Linked DNA regions of Gossypium hirsutum: region 2 is linked to region 1. The links are chromatin contacts, called in public Hi-C maps. All regions are on one chromosome and are shown on one strand. Each heading gives the region's core, a stretch centred on a gene start, on an enhancer-like site or on the middle of the called end of the contact. The rest is flanking DNA. Distances are from core to core; before and after follow the strand shown. Region 1 has its middle 3.5 kb from the start of LOC121211032. Region 2 holds the start of LOC107951266.

Region 1 (4,612 bases), core at 560-3,059:
GCATGGAATATGTATTGATACATACTTCAAAGAGAACGGGTTCAAACAATGTCCCTATGAATATGCCCTTTTCTTGAAGAGAAATGAAGGAATTCAAGATGACAGATTTTGGATTGATGAAGTTTTTCCTTGGTTTAGAGGTAAGACAAGAAGAGACAGGTATTTTTGTGTCATAGGAGACATATGCAAAGGAAATTTTGAAGAAATACAATATGGTATATTGCAAACCGGTATCAACATCAATGGAACCAGGTGTAAAACTCTCGAAATTCAATTGAGGAGAACGAGTTGACGCGATCAAATACTGAAGTTTGGTGGGAAGTCTTAGCTATCTCACTTGTACAAAGTCTGATCTTTCGCTAAGTGTTGGCATTGTAAGTCGGTTCATGAAGGAGCCGGTTTATTCACATTGGAAGGTGTTGAAGCGAATCCTATGTTACATCCAAGGAATAATGTCACTCGGGTTATTCTATTCAAATGTAAGAGATTACAATTTCATTGGGTACTTTGATAGTGATTGGTACGGAGACTTAGACGATTGAAAAAGTACATCGGGATATGTGTTCTTTATAGGTAACACGGTGTTTACTTGGCTTTCAAAGAAGTAACCAATTGTGACACTCTCGACATGTGAAGCTGAATATGTGGCAGCATCTTGGTGTGTGTGTCATGCTATATGGCTCAGAAATTTGTTAGACGAGTTGGAGCAACAACAACTCGGTGCGACTGAGATACCAGTTGAGAATAAATCAGTAATTGAGTTAGCAAAGAACCCAGTGAATCATGAGAGAAGCAAACATATTGACATTCGTTTTCACTTCATCCGATATCATGTAAAGGAAGGAAGTGTGAAATTAGTGCACGTGGTAAGCCAGGACCAAGTTGTAGATATCTTCACGAAACCGCTATTGATGGCACTACTTGACAACTGTAAGAAATTAATCAGCATGAAGGATGGGAGAAGCATTTAAGTTTACGGGGGAGTTTTATTGATTAAACGTTAAATATGATTTTAATGGGTTTAATTTAGAATTTTTTTTATTTGGAGAATGAAAGGTCCAGAGTCATTGGTTGGCTATTATTAGATTTTAATATTTTCAATTTTTTTAAGGATAATAGTCTATAAATAGTTTGTAAGTATTTGATATAACATAGAAAGAGAAAAAAGTAAAAAACTTAGAAGTTAAAAATAAAAGTTTTCTTGAGCAATTTTTCACCATTTGCCCTTTCTTGGTGACCTGTGTAGGGTGTTCTTCCATTCCATTAGTTAGAGGCTGAATAGATTTTGGATGAATATTTTGATGACATTGGTGTTGAAGCTTAAAGGTGGCTTAATAGTTAATTCCTTCAAATGAGCAACAAACTGGGCTGGTTTAATGGCGGTATTGTATATTTTGTTGATCAGCTGGCTTAAAGTGTGTTGCTATGCCCACTAAAGTAAACACCTTACACTTGCCACTTTTAATATCTGAGAATGTAGAGGAAAGGTGATGACTTTGGGCTTTGTGAAGCAGGCCGGTCTTTTTTCTTGGAAAATGAGATTGAAAACCACATGCAATTGATTTCGTAGGAGTAGGATTTGAATTGATATGGTCGGATTTTATTTACTTTGAAAATATAATTTTATAGAAAATATATTTTGAAAGTTTATCGAATAATATTTAAAAACCATAAAATAAAATTTATTTTGACTAGAAATTTAAAACTCAAGTTCAATATAACCAAATCTAAAAAGACTGGACCAAATGGAAGAGTGTGTGAAGAATGGTGCAGGATAGCAAAGCATGTGGTGTGAATGAGAAAAGAGGCCTAATTTGGGCTTATACACAACACATGTATTTTGAGCTAACTCTCATTTCGTTAGAATTAGAAACATTATTCATACATGATTTATTTAATTAACACATAAGAAAGTGAACATGAATATAATATAAATAAACTAAGTTGTCCGTTCAACTTTGTCCTTATTTTTACAAGTTTAAATACTCGTTAAATAATTTAAAATTTTAACTAAGCTTTATATTTATTTATTAGATATATATTGTAATTAGATTGATTGATTATGGTAGTTTATTTAAGAGTTGTATTTTCATTAGTAGTTTAAAAATTGAATTTTGCTTTAGCCTTTTTATTTTACTTAGAATTAGGTTAGCATTGTAAAGGATAGAGATTTGAGTTTAATATACTTTGGACGTGAGCTTTTCTTTCCAAAGTTGAATCATTCAACTTTTTTTTTATTTTATTTCTTTATTATTCGTATTACTAGGTACCACATATTTTCAAGTGTGATAGAAAATTGTTTAGTTGTTGCTAGTCATAAATTGATTAAATACGACCTAAAATAAATTATCTTTTTATCTTATACCAAAAATATATTCTGTGATCTTTAATTGGGCCACCAACTCATTAATGAAATTAAAGAAATATAACATAATTATCTATCTAGGTGTCACCTTTAATTTGGTCACCAACTCATTCATGAAATTAAAAAAACACCTATTCTTTTAAATTATAATTAATATTATTATGATGATACATTTGTCTTTTTCATACTTTTATATCATTTTTAAATAAAAGAATTACACATTACCAACTCAAGAATCGAACATGTGTTTAATAGTATTATAATAAAATTTTATTACGACTTCACATATATTCATTATTAAATAAATTTAAAAGAAATATTTTTTGTGTGGAAAACATACTAACTATATTAAGCTAACATGATCAAAAATTGACAATTCTATCAATTTCAAGAACAAGTGGTAGATCTTCAAGAATGTCTTCAAACACTTGCATATTTGTACTTATTGTCGTGGTCATTTTTGCAATACGATCTGCAACTTGGTTCCTCTCCCTTGGAATGTGCCTTATCCTCTAATGTTGTATATATTGTAATCTCATATGTATCCTTCGTAACTGTTGAGCGATACTCCTCCTTAATCGCTCCATATTTGTTAGAAAGTGTTGTTTGAAGACTAACAATAAAAATAGTTGAATACGTTGAGGTCCCAAAAACTTTCAAATAACCTTTTACCATCTATCTTTAGTATGCCAAGAACTCTCTCAAAGTGATCTATACACGCTTTTCACTATAAAAGCCCCAGTGGAAGTGCTAATCCAATTAATTCTATCTTCCCCTACAAAGAAATACGGAGGGGGAATACTAACAATTCTTTGAATAATATCCTTCGACAACCATACTCTAAACAAGTTCAGATTCCAGACCCCATCTCTAGTTACCATGTCATGCAACAAATTATTTGATATAAGGTTATTATGAGTAGGTACATAGTTTATCAAAAGACCTAAATTAGGTATCCAAGGGTCCTTCCAACAACGTATAGAGTTCCCAGTTCCTGCAGACCAAACTAAGTTTTCACGCAATAAAGGCCATACCTTAACAATGACTCTCCAGATAGCTAAACAGTTTCCTTGCGCTATATTTTTGGATGCCTTTTTCATTATCCAGTATTTTTCTTGGAGAACCTGAACCCATAGTTTATCATATTTGGATACAAGATTAAATTCCAACTTTAATAAAAAAGAGGAATTATGATCCTCTAGATACCGAAACTCGAGGCTACCACAAGAACATGGTTGGCAAATAGAATCCCACTCAACCAGTGACATCTTCCTTACACCATTAGAAGAACCCTATACAAACTGTCTTACCAAGTGTTCAATTTCATCATATATATACCTTTAGGAGTCCGCATAGACTGCGTAAAATAGTTAGGGATAAAAAGAAAAATAGTTTAAGCAAGAGTAATTCTACCTGCTAGTGACACCTACTTAGCGTCCCATTGATTTAGTTTACTTCGTACCTTCTCTACCACAAACCTCAAACTAGAGCAAGTAACTCTATCATGGAATAACGACACCTCCAAATAGGTACCAAGGTTATGTACCTTTTGAAACCCAAACAGGTTGCTCAATCTATCACCAAGATCAATGTCCACTCTTTTAGAAAAAAAAAAGATAATAGTTTTCCGAGCATTAACCCGATGATCAAAGATACACAAAAATTTTCAAGGATATCCCTAAGGGCCAAAGCATGCTTCAAATCCATCTTAGAAATAATAACCAAGTCGTCTACAAAGAACAAGTGGGATAAATTAAGTCCTGAACAAAATAATCTGATATGACTCCACTTGCTGCTAGAAATGGCTGACTGAATACCATGTCCTAACCATTTCATACATAGCATAAACAGATAAGGGGATAACAGGTAACCCTGTCTAATGCCTCTCAAAGGCTTAAACTTTGGAGTTAGAATTTCGTTCCACAAAATCTGCATTGTAGAGTTCAAAACTGCTGACATGATCACTTTCCTAAAGAACTTCGATATGCCAGCAACCTGAAGGGAAACATCAATAAAATCCCACTGTAACCTATCATAAGCTTTTTCAAGATCTATTTTAATAGCCATCTACCTTTTATTCTTAGCCTTCATAGAGTGTATGACCTTCTGGGCAATAACAATATTATCTGAAATATTTCTTCCCGCAATAAAATTAGTCTACTCATGAGAAATAATTTTTGGGAAGATTATCTGGAAGTTGTAATAGGCCCATTTCGCCTGGGCCCGTTAAGATCCAAAAAAAAACCA
Region 2 (4,612 bases), core at 1,026-3,525, 280 kb before region 1:
AGTTAAAGCCAGTCGAAGAGGACCTACTATCTCACATCTACTATTTGCAGATGACTGTATCTTATTTGTAGAAGCTATTGAAAAGGAAGCACAATCATTAAAACAGATTTTGGAAGAATACAAGCTGGGTTCAAGCCAATGTGTTAGTTATGATAAATCGACAGTATTTTTCAGTACAAATACTCAAGAGGGGGGAAAGGACAATAGTTTCAAGGACACTTAGAGTACGAAGATCAACTGATCCAGAACACTACCTAGAGCTCCCTAATATGGTGGGAAAAAGGAAGAGAACATCATTTCAAAATTTGAAAGTCAAGTTTAAAAAACATATTGACAACTGGAGTATAAGGCATCTTTCACAAGGAGGAAAAGAAGATTTTATAAAGGCTGTACTCCAATCCATTCCAACCTATACGATGGCTTGCTTTCTACTTCCTAAGTCTTTATGTACTGAATTGGAGGGTATTATAGCCAAGTTTTGGTGGCAAAAAAGTCGAAATAAGAAGGGCATTCATTAGTGTGCTTGGAAAGATCTATGCTTATTAAAAGAATACGGAGGGCTTGGTTTTCGAAATCTTGCAAAGTTTAATATAGCGTTATTAGCGAAGTAGGGGTGGCGTCTTATTAATTATCCAAGTTCATTATTAGCTCGTGTTTTAAAGGAAAAATATTATCCAAATTCAAATTTCTTTAATGCGGGCTTGGAAATTTACCTTCACTTACCTGGAAGAGTGTTTGGGCAGCAAGAGGACTCCTTGAGAAAGGTCTATGATGGAGGGTTGGGAGAGGTGATCAGATTTTTGTTTGGAATGATTTATAGATTTCAGGAAATGAAGCAGATCGAGTACAAAATCAGGACAACAATGCAAACATTAAGTTAATTTCGGATTTAATAGATGCTACGACTAGAAGTTGAAAAGTAGAGGCTGTGATGAATACCTTTTGTTTGGACGCAGGAAAAAAATCATGCAGATTCCATTGGCAGAGGCAGCGCATAAAGATTTTCAAGTATGGTGAGGGGAACTGTTCGGGGATTTTTTAGTCAGGAGTGCCTATAAACTATTATAGAAGTCTAACTTGGATCCTAGTAGTTATATTATACATGCCGAAACTAAAAACTTCTACAAGAAACTATGGAATTTATACATCCCCTCAAAAATTAAAATAATAGTATGGAGAATCTCTTGGAACTTTATTCCGTCCTTTGTTAATCTCAGACACAAGAGAGTTGTGTTGAATGATCAGTGCCCCACTGTCTTCAACATGAAAAGGATAGTAGCCATGTCTTTCAATAATGTCCTACAACGATTATGGTTGGGAATCAGTTAAACCTATCTTGGGTATTAGTCCACAATTTTGAAAATATGTGGGACTAGCTTACCTAGGTCTTCCGTCTAGTTACTAACGAACAGATCCGACATTTCTGTTGTGGTCTCTGGTCAATCTGGTCAAACAGGAACCGCTTAGTATATGAAAGGAAACATGTAACAGGAAGAGAAATAGCGAAGCAAGTTCGAAGCTATATCTCAGAGTTAGATGCAACAAAAGAAGGAAAACACACCTTTCAGGTTGATAGAACCATTCGCCAGATTTGTCGAAGATCAAAAGTCGCAGTTCATTTTGATACAGCCTTTGACAGTCAATCTTCTAGATCGGCTACGGGCCTACTTGTACGAAACGAGGAAGGGGAGATTCTAGCATTAAAGGCGGTCATTCACTCCGAGATAGCAACCCCGTTCACAGCAAAGGCACATGCAAGATTACAAGCAATAAAATTAGGAATTTTTGTGGGATTTAACAAAATGGATGTTGTGGGAGACTCAAAAATTGTTATTAGAAAATGTCAAAGTACAGAAACAGATAAATTGGCCATTGGAGCAATCATTAGAGACATTCAAAGCATAAAACACAGATTCTAGGAGATTGAGTTTCATTTTGTCCCTAAAGCAGAAAATATGATCGCTCATGTTATTGCGAAGGAAGCCTTAAGAGAAGAGAGAGTTATTACCTGGTGGGAGGAATCTCTGAATCTGTTCGTCAAGAACTATAGATCTATAGACCAAGGTATTCATCTTGAAGAGAGGAAGATGGAAATGTTTTGGTGAAAAAAATAGAAGAGAAAATTAGAAGTCTCTTTTTGAAAAACTGCTATCATTAAATAGCTGGTCGGTGATGGAAATGACAAAGCCTATTGGAATCCAGCTGTTGATTTTACTGGGAGAAGATAAGATAATATTTTATTTCTGTTTTAATTTAGTTGAAACCGAATGAGATTGGGCCAGTTTCGTTAGTTTTAGGCCTGTGTTTTGTAGTAGGTTTTTTGGTTTTAGTTTTATTAGCTTCGTTAGCTTTTGGCTTTAGTTTTCTCTAGTTAGTGGTTTTCAACCCAATTCTGTTTATGTTTTATTTTATATTATTAAATCCAGTCATATCTTTATTCAAAATATATATATATATTGACATGGCTGATGTCAGAAGCAAAATAAAAAAAATTAAAATTATTTTTAAAATAAGTAGAAATAAATAAATACATATAGACAATTTATTTGTCTTGGAATTATAGAAAAACAAAAACAAAATTATAAAATTATTAAAAATTAATTAAAAATCATAAATATATATATATATAAACATCAATAACTTATATCATAAAATTAAGATTAACAATATTTTTTTATATTCTTCCTCTTATTTTTTAATTTGTCCAAGTTATATTAGTGATATAATTTAATCAAATAAATTATTTTTTTATAAATTTTATGGTTTTTAATTGATTTCTAATAATTTTTATAAATTATCTTTTCATAAAAAATTATGGCTTGTAATAATTATTTTTTTAAAAAAAATTCATAAAAATTTTAATTAATTTATAATGTTTTTATAATATAAATATTAATAATTTTAAATATTTTTAATAAATGTTTATGTTTTTATAATTCTAGAATAAACTTAGACAATGGGTGTCTAGATTCAAGTGAACTTGGACACCAATATCTCTAAGTTCATTAGCGTACTTGTTTTTAAAGTAATTTATAAAAAAAATAATTTGTTAACGTTAGCAAACAATGCCAACATTCCAAATAACAGATTGAAATCTAACACTCCAAATAACAGGTTTTTATGAGGTTTTTATAATTAAAAAAATAATTTGTTAATGGATCACCACAAAAAGCATATTTTTGGGTTTAATCTAACACTCCTTGAGATTTTTCTTGGATACTCCTAGCTTTGTCCTTAGAGATTGAAATCTAGGCATAGAAACAACCTGCCTTGATACATTTTTTCATGATAGTTTTGAGTATCAAAATGCACCAAACATGTGATCATTTGGTAACCATTGTTACCCATATTTTTATGCTTTGCTGCTCACTTTAAATACTGAATTTGTGTGCTGGAAATGGGTTAAAACAGCATCTGAAACTTAAGAATAAAACCCGGTATGTTTGGTGTTGTTACAGGCTAACTAAAAGCTGGTTTTGCTTGCAATTTATGCCCAAAACAGTTTGCTTTGGTACTGTTCTGCCTCTTGTACATTGGTTTCATTGTGACATGCTTCTATGAATCAGGCTAACTAAAAGCTGTTTTTGCTTGCAATTTATGCTCAAAACAGTTTGCTTTGGTACTGTTCTGCCTCTTGTACATTGGTTTCATTGTGACATGCTTCTATGAATCACAACTTATAGATAGATTACCTATGAACACCATGCTTAGATTTCGATGTTGTAGTTGTTTGCAACTCGATTCAAGTTTTATTGATGATGTTAGTAAAGTTTTTGATGTGCATTGCTGGTTATTTTGACTTTTCTTACTATTTGATGACGGAAGTTTGAATCTGCTAGGGAAAAAATATAGATGGCATCGAGCTCAAATCAGTCGCACAGAGCAATTCGCAGGTGTTTATGTGGGACTCAAATTCGAGCAGCTTGGACAGATTCTAATCGTGGTCGTAGATTCTATGGATGTGGGAACTATAAGGCAAATGTTAGGTTTATTCTTTTTGTTAATGTGCTTCTGCGTTTTCTGGTAAAGTAATGTGGGAACCTTTCTGAACATTTAATAGGATGGTCGTCGGGGGTGTAAATATTTTAAATGGGTGAAGGATTCAACCGACTATAATAGCCTCAGTTGTGAAGATGGTAGTGTTAACTTCAGTAGTGAAGATTTTCAAAAGCTTAGTGATGAAATTGTGTCCCCGGGAGATGAAAATGATCATGTCAAGAAGATTGAAAGAGGCACAAGCTGAATTAGAAAAATTAAAAATTGAAAACTGAAAATAAGAAATTAGTTTCACAGGCAAGATGTTATAAATTTGGTTTAATATTATCTTGGGCGGTTTTTGTATTTATTTTATTTTGTTCTATGGATGATGAGGAAAATATGAGAAATATGTTAGCCTTACCATGATTAAGCTGAATATGTTAGGCCTATCACAAACTGAATAGTTTGTGCTTTTGATGTTTATAAATTTATATTAAGCTGAAGTGCATGAGCAACTGCTGTTAAAAATTAAAATTAAAAATTAAAAATTTATAAGATAAATTTATAAGAGAACATTGTTTCGTGAAATCAAAATTAAAAATTACTTTCGTATCTTCTCTTCCAAAGACAAAGC

What was found. Hi-C and Micro-C count contacts between places; a contact is called where the count stands out from the background.
Region 2: a contact with region 1 is called in a Hi-C map of leaf, with 1.7 times the contacts expected there. The contact joins the promoter of LOC107951266 here to the enhancer-like site in region 1. A contact is called at or near these places in 2 of 34 Hi-C or Micro-C datasets (hypocotyl and leaf).

The regions. Positions count from the first base shown.
Region 1 is chrA12:98,156,903-98,161,514 of Gossypium_hirsutum_v2.1, reverse strand. No RefSeq gene overlaps it. Among protein-coding and RNA genes, the nearest start is that of LOC121211032, 3.5 kb to the right of the region's middle. Within about 2 kb of position 1,809, at least 2 of the 9 cell types and tissues checked have an H3K27ac peak or open chromatin away from gene starts, as enhancers often do. A contact at or near this core is called in leaf, where this site is marked.
Region 2 is chrA12:98,432,474-98,437,085 of Gossypium_hirsutum_v2.1, reverse strand. It overlaps LOC107951266, which reads right to left and starts at 2,275. Exons shown (of 7, transcript XR_005906423.1): 1 at 1,562-2,275; 2 at 1,382-1,444; 3 at 940-1,299; 4 at 724-766.